Linked DNA regions of Sus scrofa: regions 2, 3, 4 and 5 are each linked to region 1. Evidence: chromatin contacts called from public Hi-C and promoter capture Hi-C data. All regions are on one chromosome and are shown on one strand. The core of a region is the stretch at or near the end of the contact, and the rest is flanking DNA. Distances in the headings are between cores, read along the strand shown. Region 1 holds the start of PRAF2 (PRA1 domain family member 2). Region 2 holds the start of PPP1R3F (protein phosphatase 1 regulatory subunit 3F). Region 3 holds the start of PQBP1 (polyglutamine binding protein 1). Region 4 holds the start of PIM2 (serine/threonine-protein kinase pim-2). Region 5 holds the start of CACNA1F (voltage-dependent L-type calcium channel subunit alpha-1F).

Region 1 (2,835 bases), core at 181-2,680:
TCAAGAGGGTGTGCAGAGGCCGCACGTACCTGCGGGGACAATGGAACTAAGCTAGCCGGGCAGGCAGCGAGAGGGCCGCCCGGTCTCTGAGTCTCCCAGACCACCGTCCACCCGATCCCAGGCCCCGAGCGCTTTGGTCCACCCGCGACCCCACCACCTTCCAGCCGGGCAAATACCCCTGCCAGCCCCATCTTCGACAGGTCCACCGCCCTGGGCTCCCCCGTGGGCTCTCATTTCTTTCTTGTCAATCCTACAGTCCCATCTTCCTGAAATCTCCTGCTTCCAGCCTTCCCATCGGGCTCTCAGCCTTTTTCTGCTCTTTCCTGCCGACCCTACCCCACCCACAGGACCCACTCCAACCCCCCCATCCCAACCTGCTCCCAAACCCACCCTTTGCAAAGGCCCAGCCCTTGCAGTCCTCTTCCAGGCCTTCCCCTTTTCCCTTTCCCCAGGCCCAGAGTCCTTTATGAGATCCCTTTCCAGACTTCCTCCCCTCGAAATCCCCCCTCCAGATTCCGATTTCCCTATAGATTCCTCCTTCCATCATTGCTAGAACCCTTTCAAGGCTTTCGGTCCCACTCTTAAATTCCAGTCGTACCCAAGTCTCACCTCCGGGTTCTCCACCCCCCACCCTGGTCTCAGGCCTGCCATCCCTGGATCGTCCTTGGCTCAAGTCCCCCAATAGGTACCTGCTTCTGGAGAGTCCCAGGAGCCAGGCTCCTCTCCACGCCCATATCCTCCACAAGTCCCCCCTTTCGGCTTGACCACATCCCTGTCCCTGTCTCTGCCCTACGTCCTCCAGGGCCACCTTAATCGGGGCCCCATCACCCCTCAGGCAGTCATATCTCATTTTCAGGCCCTCCTTATCTTCAGGTCCATCCCCTAGCCCAGTTTCCCTTTCAGTTCCACACTTTCTCTATCCTCCCCAGGTCTTTCCCCCAGACCCTCCATCCCCGTCGGGCCTCCCTCAGCCGGGCTCTATCCCTCCCCAGTCCCTTCTTATAACCAGCTTCTATTTCTTTCAAGTCCCCCCCTCCCATGACCCTTAGGCTTTCCATCTCTACTGAATTCGCCCCTTCAAGGTCTTGCAGCCCCCTCAAAATCCCGCGGGTCCACCCTCCATGCCCAGCGGGCGTCCTCGGCCAACCGGAGTCTCCCTCCCTCACCCAGCCAGAGCGAGACCGAGGCCGAAGCAGACAAGGTAGTTGGTTTGGTAGTAGAGGAGGTTGTTGATGACGCGGTGGCACCATCGCTGCGGGTCGCAAGGATCCGGGGCCGCCAGACGTGCCGACCCCAGAACGAAGTCGTCCAGGGCGCGTAGCGGTGGCAGCCGAACCTCCGACATCCTGCCAGTCGATGCAGCTGGACCAGCGGAGCGGTCGGACTACAACACCCGTTCCACCCCGCGCCACCGCGAGGCACACCGGGAAATGGAGTCTGGACCCGGCAGCCGCTACCCTGGCGACCTAGTTGACAGCGCAGGTGCGGCAATGCACGTGACCGGAAATGCAAACACGCCGGAACTGCAGGGAAGCAGGGGCCGCCGGGAAACCAAGTCTCCGCCGAGGGCGAGGCGTTCCCATCCACCCCCAGGCGGGGGCGCCACGGGGACGGTTCTGGCGGCTCAGGCATTGAGGACAGGCAGAGACTGGCGGAAGGACCTGAGTAGGATCCCACTTCCATCCCGTCAGGGTCCGGTCCTTTCCAAGAAACTGCAGGGCCTTTTCAGCCTCATCTGCTCCAGGCCCCACTCCCGAGGTCCAGCCATAAATACCGTTAAGGGTCTTTTATTCATTTTCATCACATCAGAGATGTCTCTTTCTGGCAAGTTTTTAAAAATCCCCACAGGTTGGATTAGGGCACCCGCTCTGGGTCCCTAGCAGTCTTCTCCAGGCGGGAGCCCCAGGGGGTCCGCTGCCTCCCTGAGTCCCTGGCCTGGCCCTGCAGGCACACAGTCATCGGGAAGTGCTTGAGGGACCTGAGCTGTTTAGGCATTGCTCTCAAGAGTGGAAAGTGCGCACCTGCTCCATTAATGCTTGATGGCTGGCGGCTTCCACAGCACTCCCACCCCCACAAAGGCTTTGCAATCTGTCACCGCAGTCCCTAGCACAACCCAGAGGGTCCTTAAAAGTCATCATCATCACAGATGTCAAGGTATACATCGAAAGCCTCTCTGTTGCAGTTTCCATCAGGAGTGAAGACATATTTGTGGAAGGTCCCATCTACACAGATGGCTGGAGGAGGGGGGACGATTGGTAAGAGGTTAGAAGCTGTCAAAGCCACACACTCCAATCCTCTCAGGTGTCCCACGGCCTAAGGCCTATGGCCAGGCCTTTGCCCACGTTCCATCCCCCTTACTGATGATGATGGAGGTGAACCAACGTTTCAGCTCTTTCAGGCCTCCCATGCCCTAAAAATTCTTTCAGGTCCAATTTGCAGGCCCTCGCCCATGCAGTGCCCCCAAGCAAGGGCTATTCCCACTCACCAATGACAGAGTTGACGTTCTTGGAAGTATTGCGACCGAAAGCACAGATGCAGGCTGACTCAGCAGGCACGGTGAAGCTCGCCAGGCTCCACTGAGAATCCACGTACTGCCCAATCATAGGCCCCACTTTGCCCACGCGAGCCAGCCTGCAGGCAACACAGGCTTAGCCCAGGTGTGGTACATGGGCAGGGGGATGGGGGCGAGGCGGGGTGGGGCGGGGGGCACTCACGCGGAGCGGCGGTTGAGGCGCGTATCCTTGAGAGCAAAGATATGGACTGTGCCCTTATCGCTGGACGCGCACAGGAAGGAGGAATCATGGCTAAAGTTGATGCTGAAAGGCAGACCAGCAG
Region 2 (2,835 bases), core at 142-2,641, 180 kb after region 1:
AACAGAGACTGGAGACAGAAAGATGGGCGGTGAGGCCACTGTCGGCTATGGCGTTTGAGTCAGGCAAGAATGACAGGGATTTGATCTGTGATAGTCAATGTCTGCCAACATGGCCAACCAACTCCCGGCTGCATACAGTCACGCTCAGAGTTAGAAAAAGCTAATTTTCAAAAAAAAAAAAAAACAAAAAAAAACCCCAAAACCTCAATCTCTCCTTCATTCAACAATGGTGCCAAATCCTGGAGAACACTGAGAATGATAATCAGGGGCATTCTCGGCTAGTGGTACTGCCCAAGCTAAGGTTCGGAGGTGGGCAGGGGAGAACCAGCAACTGTGACCGCAAAGTCCGTTTTGCTTTCTTGATCTCACACTAGGGTACGGTCTAGGTTCTTGGGGGCTCTCGGCATTCACAGCCCTGGGGCAAAAGGGAGTGGTCATGGAGGGTTAAGGAGAAGGTAAAACCATCCACGAGAGGTACACTTTTCCTAAAGGCTGCCTGCACTCTACGGTTCTGTAGCCCGACCACCCTACAACCTAGACTACCTACGCACCATCCTCTCCTCCGGCCTCCTTATTGGCTGCTCATCCTCTCCTTCACACCACCTACAACACCCTCGTTGGCTCTGCTCTTTGCCGTCCCACCTCCGGATCCTTCGGTCCCGCTATGCTTTCTAGCTTTGGTATTGGTTCACCCCGTTCCAGCACCCTTTGACGTCTCAACAGTCTTCACTCTGGCTCCTCCATTGGCTAACCGCCATCTCTCTTTCCTGCTCCCGCCTTCGCCGCCTACCCATTGGCTTTCCCCCTTCAGTCCCGCCTCCCGGGCAACTCACACACCGCCTCTCGGTCACTTCTAGTCTCCGCAGTGGCTAGTTCAGCCCTGGCACCGCCCCTTGAAGGCGTAGTGCACATTCACAGGACTCCTCATTGGCTCGCTGCAGCCATTAGCGTCATCTCTTCCGTACGCCACAGGCGCGCGACTCCCCATTGGCTCTTCGCTGTCTCTAGCTTCCATCCCACCACCTACGCAACCCACGGATCTCCTGCTTTTCTGGTCTCTCCGTTCGCTTCCGCTGCCCCCCATCGCCTGAAACCATTCCATTTTCCCCGGCGCCCATACACCGCTCCCGCTTCCCTATTATCTGTCCTACGACTGCTCTCTTCATCCCGGACCCCGCCCCCCCATTCAGGCCTCCCCATTGATTCCCCGATCATCCCGCCTCCTACACCGCCCACTCTCGGGCATCCCCATTGGCTGCGCGCTTCCCCTGCACGCGCTTCACCGCCTACGTCACGCGTGCGCGGCTCCTCATTGGCTCTCCGCTACACCTGTCTTCGTCTCGCCGCCTACGCCCCCCGTGAGTCGTACCCCCCCGCGCTGGCCTTCCCATTGGCTGCTCGCCCCTTCAGGCCCTGCCCCCGCCGGTCCCGCCGCCGGTGCCGTCGGTGCCGCCGCCGCCGCCGATATGGCGCGCACGGCCCCTGTGGAGCCCCCGCTGCGGCATCCCGCGCCCCCCTCGCCGGCCGCGGGCGAGCCCCGCACCTCAGTCGAGGTAGCGGTGGCCCCGCGGCGGGTGCTGTTCGCCGATGAGGCCCTGGGGCTGCCGCTGGCGCAGCTGCGCCGCTACCGGCCGTGGGGCGGGCCCGGGGCGGGCAAGATGGCGGCGGCGGCCGGGCAAGATGGCGACGGCGGCGGGGCTGACGAGGACGACGATGGCGAGGATGGGGATGAAGGGGAGGAGGAAGAGGAGGCTTGCCCCGAGCCCTCGCCGCTGTGCCCCGTCCCCGCTGGCGGGGGTTTTACCTGGTGCCCACATTTTCGCTGCCGCCCGCGTCAGGCCGTCTGGAGCGCTTGGGGCGCGTCATGGTGGAGCTGGAGGCTCTGTTGCCGCCTCCCGGAGCGGTCCCCGGGGGTGCCGGGGTGTGGGTGCCCGGGGGGCGCCCGCCCGTGCTGCGCGGGTTGGTCCGCGTGCTGAACCGCTCCTTCGAGAAGGCGGTGCACGTGCGGGCCTCACACGACGGCTGGGCTTCCTTCTGCGACCACCCAGCGCGCTACGTCCCGCGCAGCCCGCCATGGGCAGGAACGGGAGGACCAGGAGCAGGAGATCCCATCCTGGATCTGGCCCTTGGCCTGGGCCCCGGCCAGGCGTCCGCCTCCTCGCCCGACGACGGCGGCCGCACCGACCGCTTTGCCTTCCAGCTGCCCTTTGCTGAGGGCGCGGGCGATGGGGCGCGCCTGGACTTCGTGGTGCGCTATGAGACCCCCGAGGGCACTTTCTGGGCCAACAACCACGGCCGCAACTACACAGTCCTGCTCCGGATTGCACCCGCTCCCACACCCACTGATGCCGAAGGGCTGCCCCAGCAGCAGCAGCTGCAGCAGCCGGAGCCACAGCCCGAGTGCCAGGGTCCCGTGGAGGCTGAGGCCAGGCAGCTGAAGAGCTGCATGAAGCCGATGAGGCGCAGGTAATGTCTGCCAGCGCCACCTCCGCCAACGCAGGGCTGTGTCTAGGATGGAGGACAAGCAGTCTGGCCCAGGAACCCCTCAGGCTTGCTCACCAGGACTGGGAGGAGGGCTCATTCAGTCAGTTAGTCAAAGAGTAATGGAGACCAAACGTGTGCTAGGCTGTGTTTTAATTACCGGGGTTTCATTCATGTATTGAATTCCACTGTAGAGCCCTGAACAAGACAGACATCTTCCCTGCCCTCCAGAATCAACAGGCTTTTATGAGAGACTGGAAAAAAAACAACCAGCAGGCGGATGAGCTACATAGGGATAAGGTTAGCTGCTGAGAGGAAAGGAGAATAGGAATAGTTGGGGAGGCAATAGCTGCT
Region 3 (2,835 bases), core at 111-2,610, 170 kb before region 1:
ACGTTTAAATAAGCGCTACGGAAGTGTTAACAAGCTGGCACTGTAAAGTACAACGGGGGTCGCACCCCCTCCTCCGACAATGAGCTCGTCCAGCCACGCTCTTCCCTTTCTTCACCTTGCACGAGGGAGGAAAAACCTAGCTGCAGACCGTGGGGACGATCCGACACCCCCTCCTTGCCCACAGTGGGCTCACCCAAGCCCCGCCTCCATTCACCAAAGGGACCTGGGAAAAACCACGCGCGGTAACCCTGGGGATTTCCGCCTAGCAACACACCACCCCCCGGCTGGAATGGATTCGACCAACGTGTCTCTTTCCGTTAACAAGAGGGACCGGGGACAAGAGTCAAGGGAAACGTGGAGTGGTTCGTCCTGCACCGCACCAGCTCCTTCAAGCACACAGTTGTGGCCCCTCTTAACGGAGCCCAAGTAAGGAAACAAGTGGACGGGAGCGGAAGGAGACAACAAACGTTTAAAAGTCTCCCGAGTCTGGGACGTGGCGCTGTGTAGCCAGCGCCTCCCCCGCCCGCCTCCCACCGCTGGCCGTGGCGCCGCAGCAAGAGTCCCGAGGCCTGTGCCCCTCGCCGTACCAAGGCTCCCGAGCGTACTCCTCCATGGCGCCGGCGTCCGGCCGCGCAGTCTGGCTAAATCCCGGCCGGGCCACACCCCCACTGTAAACGCACACAGGCGCCCGAGCTTTCCACCTATTCCAAGGTAATGATTGGGTCCTTTCGCCAGACGTCAGGCCAAGGCGCACTCTCATTGGCCAGTTAGGTTTCCGTCATCTGTTCTCTGCAGCCCGAGCGTCGCCCAGTTACCTCTGGCTCAGGGAGAGAGGGCCTCATTCTTTCCCTCAGGAGAAAAAGAGTCGTGGTCCTGGCGATCATAAAGGCGTCGAGAGAGAGGCCGACAGTCTGACAGCCTTCCGCAACCCGCGTGACTGTATTGGTAATGTCGGGGTGGGCGCATTTTTTGGAGCTAGAGGAAACCCTGCTCCCCCCACCCCTGCTCCTTGGTTCCTTCCACCCGGCAGTCTTTGGGGGACGTTGGGTGAGCCCATTTCTGGGGCGCGGGGGAGCGGCGCTTGGCCCCTTCGGCGATGGGTGGAGCCTAGGCCTGGGAGAGGAGGCCTGGGAGAGGAGTCCTGTCCCGGAGCACCCCGCCTGGAGAGGAGAGTTGGCGAGAATTTCGGTGATACTGCCGTTTATCCCTTCCACCTTTTAGCGGGTAGGTTCTGTTGCCCAGCTCCTGGTGCAGGTGGGTAGGTGGGAGTCTAGATGAGTGCATGTTGGGGAGAGGCGCTTGCTTACGAGCTCCAGATTCAAATCCTTATCTGAACTGCTTTCTCGTCTGTCCTTCCCTAGGTCTGTCTGCTACCCGCTATGCCGCTGCCCGTTGCGTTGCAGACCCGCTTGGCCAAGAGAGGCATCCTCAAACATCTCGAGCCCGGTGAGAGAGCTAAGAGCAGATGGGCCTACCATGTGCCAGGCTTGACAGGCACTTTGTTGTTGATATTGCCACTCGATCCCTAGTATGGGCCTACTATATACCAAGCAGTGGGCTGGCAGACATTTTGTTGTAAACAATACGTATTCCTGACGCCGATTCCTACCGCGTGCGCGCGGACGCCTACGGTGGGGGTGGGGCAGGGAATAGACATTTCAGCTTTAGTCGTACCTAATACTGACAGCTGATGCTTATCTTGGATCTTCATACGCCAGATTTAATCCAATCGATCCCTGGAAGAGTATCTAAGGATATTAATAGTAAACTGACATCTATTACAGCCTCTTTTGGACCAAATACAGTGGGAGGAGGCTGATATTTTGTTCTTTACCATACTAGTAGGTAACATTTTTTTCAGATCTACTGTAGAGCCAGGTACTGTTCAGGCGATATATACCGACTTGTTCACCAGTTCAATAACTGACATGTATTTCGGGTCTGCTTAAGTGGCTGGCATATGCATTATGGTTTACAGTATGTAAAATAATGGTAGGGGAGTTCCTGTCGTGGCGCAGTGGTTAACGAGTCCGACTAGGAACCATGAGGTTGCGGGTTCGATCCCTGGCCTTGCTCAGTGGATTAAGGATCCAGCGTTGCCGTGAGCTGTGGTGTAGGTCGCAGACGCGGCTCGGATCTGGCGTTGCTGTGGCTCTGGCGTAGGCTGGCAGCTCAGCTCCGATTGGACCCTTAGCCTGGGAACTTCCATATGCCGCGGGAGCGGCCCAAGAAAAGGCAAAAAAACAAAAAACAAAACAAGGATAATGATAGGATCTGTCATTTTGGCCTGCTGTGCTGCCGTTGCCAGTATTTATACCTTACTGTCATTACAGTAAAAGTTGGCATCTATTTTGGGCTAAGGTGTGGCCGTGTACTGGAAAACTCATTTTCACTTTATTGACAGGTGACATCTATTACAGGTTTGTTGTGTGCCAAGCATAGATCTTTGGTTAATAATACGGATAATGGTCATTGATATTTATTTTAAGCTTACTGAATACCGGGCCTTGTGCCCGTGGTACGTTTCTTACTAACAACACTAATGATTATAGCTGATGATCTATTTTGGACCTATTGTGTGACAGGCACTATGTTATTGCTGAAATAGACATTTCATTGTTAGCTGTATACACAGTTGAAACCTGTGATCGGCCAACTGAGGTCCAGGTACTCATGTACCTTTTTTAAAATGTTTGGTCTTTTTATGGCCACACCCACGGCATATGAAAGTTCCCGGGCTAGGGGTCGAATCAGATCTGTAGCCGCTGGCCTATGCCACAGCCACAGCAATGCCAGATCCGAGCTGCATCTGTGACTTACACCACAGCTCACAGC
Region 4 (2,835 bases), core at 134-2,633, 150 kb before region 1:
GGCCCAGAGAGTCATACAAACCATAGAAAGGCGAAATCCATCGTCAGAGATGGCGTCGCCAGGTCAAAAAGGACTCCAAAGATACTCACCAAGGGGGACCAGCCCAGCACGCGATTCCGGGGGATCACTTTGATGGCCACCTGAAGAAGTGAGCTGAGCTGAAGGGGCCAGCAGAGAACCCCCAGACCCCTCCCAGTCTGGACCCTCTTCGCCCTAGTCTTTCTGGTCCCAACCACTCCACGCCGCAACCTCAAATGAGCTGGAGCTTCTCCCCTGCCCTCCAGGTCCCCAGAAGCGAGTACACCTCTCCCACCATCTTTGGCCCTGGGCTCTCCCCCAGGCTTCAGGACCCCTCGCTCCGGGTGCGGAGTTCTGAATGTCCTAACACCCCAAGCCCTCGATTTCCCCAGCCCCAGGACTGTACGGGGGTGGGTTCTGATCCTCACGTCTCCATCCTGGACACCTGCCTCCAAAATCCCCCAAATCTCAGCTCTGGGTCCCCACCTTCCCACACATATACACCTCTCCTGGATTCCAAGGTCTAGAATCCTCATGATTTCCCCCCTCCCCCACTCCCCAGTCTCACTCTCGGGACCTCCACAATCCTTGCCTTGAACCCACCGCTCCGTTCCCCCCACATACCCACCTGGACCGCCCCCCCCCACGCCCGCGCGTCTGCGCGCGCACCCGCGCGCGCACCAGGATACCCCCAGTAACCCGGATCCCGGCCTTCATGACCCTAGCACACGCACATTGTACGCTTATTCTCTGGTCAATTAGCATCCCAGCCCCCGGGCTCCCGCCGCCGCCACACACACACCTGGCCCTCCCAAGACCCTCGTGGTGGATACCTGGAGTCGGTCTGTGACGCGATGTCCTGCGAAGACGGTGCCAAAGCCCCCCTTACCCAGGAGGGGGCCGAGTCGGTACTCGGCCTCGAACGCTTCTCGATCCTTGCCTCCTACGCAGGCGGAGGCGGGGAAGTCAGGGTGGCGGCGTGCAGAGGCCGGCCACGACCCTCTCCCCCTCCCCCCCGCGCCGCCCTCAATCACCCCAGCCCGCCCGGCCTGGTCGCCGTAGGGGAGCCTCTCTCACCTGGCGGCGGCGTGGGGGTCATGGGGGCCACGGGCAGCCCCTGCAGAGGCTTAGTCAACATGGAGGAGGAGCTGCGCAGATTGAGCCCGCTGAGCCCGCAGGGCGTGGACGCCCGGGGCAGCGAGGCTGGGGAGCCAGGACTGGGGGGCGCCAGGGTGGAAGGTAAGGAAACTGGTGGCCCAGAGGCGCCGGCAAACAGCGCGATGTTAAGATTCGCCGCGCGCGCCAGCCCCGACGCTACTGAGACAGGGCACGCGCCTCCCGAGAGAGTCGCCCCGGGCGACGGCCCCGCCCACTTGGCTTTGATCAATCCGGACGCGGCACCTGCTGCACCCCAGCCAATCGGAGCCAGTCCTTATTTGCATACCACCCTCAACGTTCCAAGCACCCTTATGCAAATACATGCCCGGATCTTCCTCGGGGGCGGGGCCTGCATGCAAATAAGGGGGGCGCGCGCGAAGAGGAAACTGGTTATGGGAATCCCTTTTGCAGCAACCGCGTTTGTTTTGGTTGTTGCGCAGGGTTGTTTTTATGTAAGTGTGTGTACGTGGATATATAAACTTAAAAAAAATTCAATGCACCGCCTCCTTTTCTAGGAAGTTGCTTTGCCGCCGCCGGAGATAACGCCAGGCCTTCTAAGGCTTCTAAGAATCCCGGCCGGTCTCCAAAGGGTGCTCCTCACACCAGAACCAGAGCCCTTTAGGCGACTGGCAGCCTCCGCCCGGAAACTGAAGCTGAGGATCCTGGAAGAACCTGTTCAGCCGTCAGGGAGGGCTAACCTCCCTCACCACCGTGGGAGGAGCACTGGTCAAGGGCAGTGTTCCCACACCCGGAGGCCACGGCCTGCGGGCTGTTTGTGCAGCCCTTAACCTAGACAGACCTGCCTAGACCTGGCTGTGAGCCCAGTCAGCAGATCTAGAATCTGGAATGGCGAATGGGGCGCGCGCGCGGGGGGGGGGGTTCTTGGGGATGGGAGCAAGCCAGAGTGGGGGTGGCTTCTTGGGCATGCTTCCGGATGAGAGAGACGGACTGAGAGAGCTCCGGGAGGTGGTCAAGTCACAGATTTGGGGAAAATAGCTCTCGTGCCGCAGGAAGAGAGACAGGCACTCCAAAGACACACACAGAACTGCCGCGAGAGAAATACACAAACATGTGCCGCCATTCATGTGAGCTTGTCCTAGACACACATGCAGATACCTACTGTCACACATAGACAGACATCCACTGTCAGGCAGGCATGCTGCCAGAGTCAAGTTCCAGAATGACACTCGAGAGATGCACTGTTACAGAAAGGCACTCCAGAGAGATTCACATAGACCTACATGTAACGAGGACACAGATATGTCCTGCCAGACACACAGCCAGAACTTGTGACGAAGACACTGGCACCATCAGACATGCAGTGTCACAGAAAAGACTTGTACTGTTCCAGAAACGAGAGACCCAGAGTCTGACACAGGAACACACACAAACACTCCAGAGACACACATGCACTGCTCCAAAGCCAGACATATACTTAGGTGCTAGAGCAACAGATAGGCAGTGTCACAAAAACAGACATGGACAGATCCAGTCACAGTCACAGACACACACATACAGCAGACGTGCAGCGCCGTCACTGACACTGTTCAGAAATAGCTACCCAGAGTCTGTCACAGGAATACAAACGGACGTGCACCCTATCAGACAGAAACCACACGTGCACTGTCACGGACAGACCCACACAGACATGCACTCATC
Region 5 (2,835 bases), core at 198-2,697, 130 kb after region 1:
GGACACAGGTTCGATCCATTCAGTGGGTTAAGGATCTGGCTTTGCTGTGAAGTGTGGTGTAGACTGGCAGCTGCAGCTCCCATTTGACCCCTAGCCTGGGAACCTCCATATGCTGTGGGTACGACCCTAAAAAGACCGAAAAAAAAAAAAAAAAAAAAAAAGATGCCCAGCTTTGGAGGAAACAAAGCTGTCTGAGTTTAAATCCTGGCTCTTCTTGGTAGCTGTGTGTGGCCTTGAGCAAATTATGTAACCTCTCTGAGCTTCAATTTCCTTATCTGTATAATGAGATGACAAAAAGAGTGCCTACAGGGTTGTTGTGAGAATTAAATGAGCTCAGCATTTAAAGAATGTCTGAGACATGGAATTATTCCCATTTTGCTGGTAGGAAATTGATGCAGAAAGAGAGGTTAAGTGATTTGATGAAGCAGCTGAATTGGGAGTCCAACCCAGGCAGCCTCTGACTCTAAGCCTTCGTGACTTACTAACTACTACCATTAAGTGTGTATTCTCTCTCTCTGGTCCTTAAAAATGGGTCTGCAGTCTTTCCGGAAAGTCAGAGACCCACTTTGATATCCAGGGGTTGGGGTTGAGTTTCAGTTACTTTAGAGCTCATGGTAAGGTCTGAATCCATGTGGGGGTTTGGAGTCTACCAGGGGTTGTCCTCTAGTAGGTAAAGTCTGTGTTAGGATTAAGCTTAGGGGTTGGCACTGGTGTTGAAATTGGGGTGGGCACTGGGACAGGGGATCAGGGCCAGGATTGGAGTTGGATTTCAGTTGGGATCTAAGGCTGTCTTTGGGGCTGGCTGGGATGGGAACAGGGTGATGTAGTTCTGTTCCCCTAAAGGCTCTCCAGGGGTGGGGTGTCCTTCTGGGTAGTGGGTGGGTCAGAGGGGCTGAGGATGGAGCAGAGCCCAGGCTGGTTCCAAGGGTCTGCAGGGGTGGAAGGCTGCTCTCACCTTTCCCGCCTTCAGATGCCGACATCCTCCTTTCAAGGTTGAAGAGCCATCTGCACACGGCCCCCCTCTCTTCCCCCAGCTTTGGAGGGATTAAGGTCACAGGGCGGGGCCATAACAGGGTCCCATGGGAGGGTGAGCAGGAATGAAGATGCGACACTTGTGGTCCAGATCCTGGCGATAGAAAAGGCACCGATTTAAATTTTTTTTTTTACAATATATATTCCAGTACCAGTGTCAGAAACTAAAATAAAAAAAATGATAATCATTTCCCAGCAGTATCTGGAATTTGAAGTATGTACGAATAGACCTAATGTAACATGTGGAAAATCTCCATGAGAAAAAAATGATCAAATATTATCAAGTGATTAAAGGGGAACTAAATAAATGGGGAGATACTTTAAATTTACTAATACATAATTGAAATAGTCGATATTGTTTTTTGTTTTTGTTTTGCTTTTTAGGGCGGCACCCGCAGCATAGGGAGGTTCCCATGCTAGGGGTCAAATCTGAACTGTAGCTGCTGGCCTATGCCACAGCAACGAAGGATCCAAGCTGCGTCTGCAACCTACACCATAGCTCACGGCAACGCTGGATCCTTAACCCACTGAGCAAGGCCAGGGATCAAACCAGCATCCTCATGGATACTAGTCGTGTTCCTTATTGCTGAGCCACAGTGGGAACTCCGTGGGTGGTCTTTTTAATGAACGGTGGTTACGTGGATGTTTACTATGTAATTATTTTTTGGAGTGTACACATGTGTATAACATTAAAATAAAGCATTTATTGAATGCGTGAATACTAGTAACTGTAACTCACATAATACTTTTTATTGTCTTATGTATCAGGCACATAGTACAACAGTGCTTTAGACGAATTAATTGTTTTAATCCTAGGAAGCAGGTACTATTAATAGTTCCATTTTACAGGCGAGGAAACTAAGACACAGGGAAGTTATGTAACCTGCTCACAGTGGCACATTTAGCAAGTTGCAGAGCTGAGACTCAAATCCTAGTCGCTTTGTGCGAAAGCCCCTGCCCCTGACTTGTTTCTTTTTGCAATCTGGGAGTTGAATGACGCCTGAAATGAATGAGTCGAGAAACCACCCTCTGTCCCGCCCCTTCCCTCTTCTCGCACACGCGCGCGCGCGCGCGGTAGAGTCCGTTGCTCACTTGGAAGAGCGCACTGCGCTGCGGGTAAAAAAACAAAAAACAAAAAAACAACCAAAAAAAAACCCCAACAAACCCTACAACTCCCAGCAGCCATTGCGCGTCTCAAGCCTGCGCGCGCCCATTCACACCGAGGCGACAGGCATCCGGCTTGCGCCGAACTCTCTCTCTCGGAACTACATTTCCCGGCTGTCCCCGCGCAGCCCGTGACACTCCTTGAACTGCGAGCTCGGAGCGGGCTTTCCACAGCTGCGCCTATCCTGCTCGGACCCGGCCCTGGACCCAGCCTCGGACTCGAACACGGCTCCACCATGGAGGAGGCGGACCGAATCCTCATCCATTCCCTGCGCCAGGCCGGCACGTAAGGACACAGCCCCCGCCCACCCCGGAATGCCCGCATCCGGGACTCCAAAACTCCGGACCCAGTCACCCGGGAACATTAAAACCCCGGACCTTGACATTCAGGGCTCCAACTTCCAGAACCCTAGGATCCTCCCTTCTCTTTACACACACAAACGCGCGCGCGCGCGCGCGCACACACACACACACACACACACACACACACACGGCCTCCCAAACCCTTTGACCCTGACACTTGGGAAACCCCAAACTCCAGGACCTAGACACTTTAAAACCTTGGAACCTTAAGACCTGGGGTTCTGAGACCTGTGGATTTGACGTCAATACCCTGGGACCCTGTTACCTGGAGATTCT

What was found. Promoter capture Hi-C pulls out the DNA fragments that hold promoters and counts their contacts. Hi-C and Micro-C count contacts between places; a contact is called where the count stands out from the background.
Region 2: a Hi-C map of liver shows a contact between it and region 1, with 10 times the contacts expected there. The contact joins the promoter of PPP1R3F here to the promoter of PRAF2 in region 1. A contact is called at or near these places in 1 of 5 promoter capture datasets (fetal liver), 7 of 47 Hi-C or Micro-C datasets (embryonic fibroblasts, epiblast stem cells, heart right ventricle and 3 more) and 1 of 2 datasets of contacts at active chromatin or transcription factors (alveolar macrophages).
Region 3: a promoter capture Hi-C map of liver shows a contact between it and region 1, with 5 times the contacts expected there. The contact joins the promoter of PQBP1 here to the promoter of PRAF2 in region 1. A contact is called at or near these places in 2 of 5 promoter capture datasets (fetal liver and liver), 1 of 47 Hi-C or Micro-C datasets (heart right ventricle) and 1 of 2 datasets of contacts at active chromatin or transcription factors (alveolar macrophages).
Region 4: a promoter capture Hi-C map of liver shows a contact between it and region 1, with 6 times the contacts expected there. The contact joins the promoter of PIM2 here to the promoter of PRAF2 in region 1. A contact is called at or near these places in 2 of 5 promoter capture datasets (fetal liver and liver) and 3 of 47 Hi-C or Micro-C datasets (alveolar macrophages and liver).
Region 5: a contact with region 1 is called in a Hi-C map of embryonic fibroblasts, with 2.5 times the contacts expected there. The contact joins the promoter of CACNA1F here to the promoter of PRAF2 in region 1. A contact is called at or near these places in 1 of 5 promoter capture datasets (liver), 5 of 47 Hi-C or Micro-C datasets (embryonic fibroblasts, epiblast stem cells, heart right ventricle and 2 more) and 1 of 2 datasets of contacts at active chromatin or transcription factors (alveolar macrophages).

The regions. Positions count from the first base shown.
Region 1 is chrX:43,148,920-43,151,754 of Sscrofa11.1, forward strand. It overlaps PRAF2 (PRA1 domain family member 2), which reads right to left and starts at 1,431. Exons shown (of 3, transcript NM_001243880.1): 1 at 1,167-1,431; 2 at 1-29. The coding sequence starts at 1,345. It overlaps WDR45 (WD repeat domain 45), which reads right to left. Exons shown (of 11, transcript NM_001190293.1): 9 at 2,715-2,816; 10 at 2,486-2,631; 11 at 1,772-2,234. The coding sequence ends at 2,125.
Region 2 is chrX:43,326,808-43,329,642 of Sscrofa11.1, forward strand. It overlaps PPP1R3F (protein phosphatase 1 regulatory subunit 3F), which reads left to right and starts at 1,392. Exons shown (of 5, transcript XM_003135095.5): 1 at 1,392-1,791; 2 at 1,794-2,466. The coding sequence starts at 1,467. It also overlaps a transcript of FOXP3 not described here.
Region 3 is chrX:42,975,286-42,978,120 of Sscrofa11.1, forward strand. PQBP1 (polyglutamine binding protein 1) reads left to right here and starts at 1,361. Exons shown (of 6, transcript NM_001246668.1): 1 at 1,361-1,446. The coding sequence starts at 1,380. TIMM17B (mitochondrial import inner membrane translocase subunit Tim17-B) reads right to left here and starts at 1,002. Exons shown (of 6, transcript XM_003360308.4): 1 at 588-1,002. The coding sequence starts at 760.
Region 4 is chrX:42,997,192-43,000,026 of Sscrofa11.1, forward strand. It overlaps PIM2 (serine/threonine-protein kinase pim-2), which reads right to left and starts at 1,384. Exons shown (of 6, transcript XM_003360311.4): 1 at 1,096-1,384; 2 at 852-961; 3 at 90-140. The coding sequence starts at 1,156.
Region 5 is chrX:43,283,011-43,285,845 of Sscrofa11.1, forward strand. CACNA1F (voltage-dependent L-type calcium channel subunit alpha-1F) reads right to left here and starts at 1,448. Exons shown (of 48, transcript XM_021080219.1): 1 at 906-1,448. The coding sequence starts at 980. It overlaps CCDC22 (coiled-coil domain-containing protein 22), which reads left to right and starts at 2,222. Exons shown (of 17, transcript XM_003135083.5): 1 at 2,222-2,482. The coding sequence starts at 2,433.